Regions from separate parts of the Sus scrofa genome. Here region 1 is linked to region 2. A link is a contact called in public Hi-C data. All regions are on one chromosome and are shown on one strand. Each heading gives the region's core, a stretch centred on a gene start, on an enhancer-like site or on the middle of the called end of the contact. The rest is flanking DNA. Distances are from core to core; before and after follow the strand shown. Region 1 has its middle 35 kb from the start of SIPA1L1. Region 2 has its middle 110 kb from the start of SIPA1L1.

Region 1 (2,954 bases), core at 175-2,674, 79 kb after region 2:
ACAGTGCCCTAGAAACTGACAACCTCCTTGTAGGGTGGATGGGGAAGCCCTCCGGTTCTTGGACTTCCATTTGCTATCTGGATGTTTTAAGTCTCTCTCTGCACAAACAAGTTTGGTTTTGAGATAGATCGAAAACCAGAAGCTTGTGCCTGACCCTTCTTCTATAATTCCTGGAGAATTGTGTGTGTTTGGGGACTTCTGTTTCACCTATAGCATGTCTGTCTTCAGGTATGTTCTTCCTAGGACAGCCAGCCTCATGGCATGACCATCACACACCAGAGAGAGGTCCCTGTATGCCAGAAGCTCTATGATCTAGTACTGATACTAAAGGGGGACATGACATAGCTTAAAAATCCTTCTCTCTCTTGATCATATCTGGCTTCCGTGAACATCTTCTCTGAAAGCCAAGAAGTTAGCTTCACCAGTGCTCCCTGATCCAGGCCATATCTGTTCTTTTCCAGGAACAATAAGCCTTATAACTCAACAACTCAACCTTGATGAGGGAGGGCTGCTGGTGAACCAATTAAGAAGGAAATCATATTTTTTAAAAAAGACATTGGAATGGACTGGTTTAATATTTTAAAATATTAGCTGTTTACGCATTAAGAGATGTCTGGAATGATATCCACTAAATTTTCATCACTGTTACTTTTGGATTCAAGCGATTGGTAATTGCTTTATTCTTTGTACTTCCAGTTACTACTTGGATTTTTTTTTTAAATAAGCAGTTGAGTCTAATAAAAATGTCCTTAAGAATTTGGTTTGAATTCTTTCTCTGCATCTCTCTCTCTTTTTTTTTTCTTTTTCCCTTTATCAAGAACTAGCATCATATAGATTCCATAAATCAAGTCACTAATTCATTAATTTATTAGGCATCTACTGTGGCTCTAAGTCATATGTTCGGCATTAAAAAATGAAATAAAGAAATCTCATGTTTGCCTTTTAGGAAACCACAGTTTAGAAAAGAACACTAAGCACACAACTCTGGCACATTCTGCTAAGTATGATTACACCATTTCCTGACTTGACACGTCATGAAGAATTGACTCAATATTAACACATTCTATTCTATTAAGCATCCACATATGGGCCAAACCCTAGGCGAGTGCTGGGGACAGAAACACATCATTTCATCTAGAGCTTTTTTCACCAGGAGGTCTCAGGGCTTTTCAAGGTTCTCCTGAAAGTCTGTAGGACGGAGTTCACAGGCCGGAACTCTCTTCACCTTCAACCTCCAGTCAGTTGGTCTACCTGCAGGAAGCAGGAGCTGTTCCAAGAAGTCAAAAGGAACAGGTTCTGTGTCACAGATCAAAGAAAACACAGGTGGTAGGATAGGCAGCCGCATATAGCTTGGTCAGGTCTCTCCAGCCACCGGGAAGGACGTGACTAAGGCAGAGGGAGAGTCAGAGGTCTGCTCTGTTCCACACAGGAGGACTCTTTCCAGAACTGATCTCTGAGTTGAGCTGACTCACTGGCTTCCTCCTCCTACGGTGTCAGAGCTGCCTTTCTCCCAACTGCAGGGTTGAGCTAATAGAGAGAGCGTTTGTTTCAAGGTAGATTGTTAGAAACTTGCTTCATTTCTTGTTTCTATTTCTAGCTATGTCACTGACTTGCTGAGTCATATTTGGCAGGCTCAGAACCTCTCTTCCCCCCTGTTTTTTCCATCTGGTTAATATGGTTTATAAAGAGTTCTAGGCATTTGGTTTCAAAAAAGGTGTAAGCCTATAAAAGCAAAAATGTTTACCAAAAGGCTTTTATCTGAACATAGCTTAATTAAAACATGATCTTACTGCAATAAAAATATTTTTGTCTATTTTGTTTTTCACTGGCATGAACGATCTTTGAAAACAGGGACCACATGCTTACATAGTTCTATTCTGAGCACTTGTATAGGATAATAAAGCCTGATATTCTCTGTCTGTTCCTTGAACCTAGTGGGAAATCCATGCATGTTAACAAGCAGCCTGGAAGTGTCATGAAGTTCTGTGGTGTTTAGGTATCTTTTGAGATGTAAGTCTATAGTTCCCTTCTGATTTTCAACAGTGTGAGCCAGAGGAGACAGGATTAAAAGGGTGGAATAGAAGGACTGGAGCTCAACTTCTCTCATAAACACAACAAAATTAAAACAAATGCTGAACAACCTTCAACCAAAAGGACTGGAAACTATCAAAAAGATATCCTACTCCAGAAGACAAAGAGGAGGCCACGTCAAGAGGTAGGAGGGGCGATTACACCATATTAGCAAACCCATACCTCCCAGGTGGGAAGCCCCACAGACTGGAAAGTGACTGTATCACAGAGACTCACCTGAAGGAGTTCTGAGCCCCATGTCAAATCCCTGCGCCTGGGGATCTGGCATTGAGAGAAAGAGCCCCTGGAGCCCCAGTGGGGCTTATGCACAGGAGCTTCACAGGACTGGGGGAAACGGAGACCCCATTCTTAAAAGGCACACACAGACTTTCATGGGCACTGGGTCCCAGGGCAAAGCAAAGGGTCCCTAGGAATCTGGGTTGGACATGATTGAAGTTCTTGGAGGAGCTCCTGGGAAAACAGGGGGTGACCATGGCTCATTGTGGGGGAAGGACATTGGAGGAAAAGCTCTCGGGAATATTCATCAGCATGCATTTCTCTGGAGGTGGCCATTTGGGGAAAATCTGGCCCCACCCATCAGTGCTGAGAAGCCTCAGGCCAAACAATTATCCAGGTGGGATCACAGCCCCACCCATCAGTAAACAGGCTGCCTAAAGACCACCCCCACCCCAGGCACACAGCCGCCTCTAATCTCACCCAGAGACAAAGCCCCACCCACCAGAGGGACAGGAATCAGCCCCACCTACCAGTGGGCAGGCACCAGTCCCTCCCATCAGGAAGCCTACAGCAAGCCTCCTCTACCAACTTCGGCCGCAAGTGGGGCAGACACCAGAAATAAGAGAGGCTACGACTCTATTGTCTGC
Region 2 (2,700 bases), core at 79-2,578:
CTAGCCTTGGAATCTCCATACGCCATGGGTGAGGCCCTAAAAAGACAAAAGACAAAAAAATAATAAAATCAATAAAGTAAAAAGAGGTCAATAATCCCCTCCTCCCCTCCTCTGGCTACTGTGAGACCAATTTGATGATTGATGAGATTTTTCCTTCAAAGACCAGAGAACAGAACCACGTGGGTGTAAGTCACAAGGGGGAAGATTTTAGGTCAAAATCAGGAAGAAATTTCCTTTAACCGAAGTCCCTTCTAGAGATTCCCTAATCCAGCAGAGAGCCTTCTGTTCTGGGAACTACTCTAGCCAGGTCTAGCCTGATGGAAGTCTTGCAGGTCTAGAGGGCCTCAACCCTGGGCTGTAATATCCCTTTGAAATGTGAGCTTCTTCATTTCGGTGGATGTAGAAGGAGTTTGAGAGAACCTGGAAACTCTTGGGATTTCCACTGTGTGGTTGGTGGAGCCAGTGGACATTCCTCCTGCCTTTGGACTTGATGAAGGTGGGGGAAGCTGGCCAAAGACTCACTTGATCTCAGGAAGAGCAGGGTATGTTATTAATGGTACCGCCCACTGGTCCAGAGAGCAGCTGTTTAAGGCAAGGCAAATTCCCCCAGACCCATCAGCCTCTTTCCTTGGGATCCCATGTCTGGTGGGAAATCATACAGACTAGTGCTCAGGATTTCAGGAGCCCAGCCTGACTGTGCCTCTGAAAGCTATGGGGCTTTGTTCTGGTCCTTGGCCTCAGTTTCCTCCTTTTCTTGGGGGGTATATTTCTGGTCACATCGTCTGGCGAGGGAGCAACTTCATAGGGATTAGGTCTTTCCAAATCGGAGAGCAGGAAGAGAGTCAAGAGTCAGCTTTTCATCTCTTCTCCCTGCCCCCCCAATAAGCACAGGTATCCCCAACATTTTTAGGAGGAGGGTCTGCATGAACTGGTCCATCTAATGCCCAAGGGTCCCATGCCCCCATCCCCGCAACTCCTACCCCTCTGTCACATGCTCTAGTCGTTGCATCAGCTTCTGTTGCTGCTGAAGCCGCCTTGGCTCCCTGGCCAGCTCCATGGCCAGCACTGCTTGGGCTGTGCTCCCGGTTTGGCGTCTGAACCCAGAACACCACCAAAGCGGCCCCTGGCAGTATGCAGCTTGTTCTCTGCCCCTACAGGGATCTGGAATTGATTTAGCCCGTTTCCGTGGCAGCGCTGGTTGCACTGGCACATCTGCTTCCCCACGAGGCTGGGTGAGTCACCACCACCCACGCTAACCCTTGGCACAGCACAACCCTGCCGGGAGCATGGGTAAATCAGCAGGAGGATGCTGGAGCACTCCGCAGTGTCTGGTGGTGGCTCACTGCCCTGGGTCACAGGCCCAGTACAAAGTACACTGGGCATAGGGCCCTGGACTGGCCTTACCCACCCAGAAACCTGGCAGGCTCTGCCCACGAGGACTGTTGGATCTGCTTTGACTGACTTCAAAACGCCTTATCTTGGCTGTGGCCAGCAGCTGCAAGGCCTTATGGGAGTGAATGCAGGTTTTTGGGCTCCAAGTCCAAAGGTCTTTTCACTATTCCATGATCAGTGCTCAAACCTGTCTTTCCTCGGCCACCTTAGCACCTGGGTTCCTTCTGGCTCTCATTCCAGGACCTGCCTTTGCGACACCCATCAGCTTTTCCCTCTGGACAGCAGTTCTTAAAGTGGGTTCTTTCCCAGGCCTTCTCCTCCCCTTCACCCTTCCCCCCTTCTGATCTGGGTAATCTGAAAAAAAATTGAGTTTGTTCTGTAACAGTAAAGTGGAAGGCAGGTTGTAGGGCTAATCTTAAGGGCATTTCATTTATCCTTGATTTCGAGAGGTCAAACATCAGTCTAAGGCCCCAGTTTCTCAAAATACAGTCCCCGGACCAGCAGCATCCGAATCACCAGGGAGTTTGTTAGAAGTGCAGGTTCTCAGGCCCCACCCCAGACACTGCGTCACAGACTCTGGGAATGGGGCTGACCGTTTGTGTTTGCTCAAGCGCTCATCGCGACGCGGATACTCGCTGGGGTTTGAGAAACCCTGGCCTAAGGAAGTGGATCTGTAGCAGTGGGGAAAGAGTGTTTCGGTCCATACCCCTGTCTGTGCCCACGGCACAGCTACCAGTGTTTCTCTGTTGTGTGTCAGCCACACAGGGGGCTTGGGTAGGTAAAGGCCCCAACTGCTCCAGCTCTGGGGCCTGGGGTTTTCCTCAATTATGTCCTTCCTCCCCATTGTTTGCATCACAGGGAAAGAAGCTGGTGTGTGTTTTTTCCTATGTGGAAAGGGCAACACTACCTCACCTACCCCAGAGAGGGCCTTGGGGGGAAAAAGAAAGCCACCTGCTGGAAATGAGCCAGCCACAAAGCCACCAGCCATTGTGGCCAGGGCCTAGGGCCCACAGAATACGTTTCCTAAAAGCAGAGGGATTCCAGCAGAGGGAAAAGGCGCTGATAATTCTTATTAATCCATACACATTCCTCTTTGCTCAATCAGTTCTTTTTGAAAGATTGATTGATTTTTGCTTTTGAGGGCCACACCTGCAGCATATGGGAGTTCCTAGGCTGAGGGTCGAATCAGAGCTGCAGCTGCCAGCCTACACCACAGCCACGACACCACCAGATCCCAGCCACATCTGCAATCTACACCACAGCTCACAGCAACGCTGGATCCTAACCCACTGAACGAGGCCAGGGATT

What was found. A called contact is a pair of places that touch in the nucleus more often than the background predicts.
Region 1: a contact with region 2 is called in a Hi-C map of liver, with 8 times the contacts expected there. The contact joins two enhancer-like sites. A contact is called at or near these places in 4 of 47 Hi-C or Micro-C datasets (embryonic fibroblasts, heart right ventricle and liver) and 1 of 2 datasets of contacts at active chromatin or transcription factors (alveolar macrophages).

The regions. Positions count from the first base shown.
Region 1 is chr7:94,753,502-94,756,455 of Sscrofa11.1, forward strand. No RefSeq gene overlaps it. Among named protein-coding and RNA genes, the nearest start is that of SIPA1L1, 35 kb to the right of the region's middle. Within about 2 kb of position 1,425, at least 31 of the 83 cell types and tissues checked have an H3K27ac peak or open chromatin away from gene starts, as enhancers often do. A contact at or near this core is called in alveolar macrophages, embryonic fibroblasts and liver, where this site is marked.
Region 2 is chr7:94,674,208-94,676,907 of Sscrofa11.1, forward strand. No RefSeq gene overlaps it. Among named protein-coding and RNA genes, the nearest start is that of SIPA1L1, 110 kb to the right of the region's middle. Within about 2 kb of position 1,329, at least 25 of the 83 cell types and tissues checked have an H3K27ac peak or open chromatin away from gene starts, as enhancers often do. A contact at or near this core is called in alveolar macrophages, embryonic fibroblasts and liver, where this site is marked.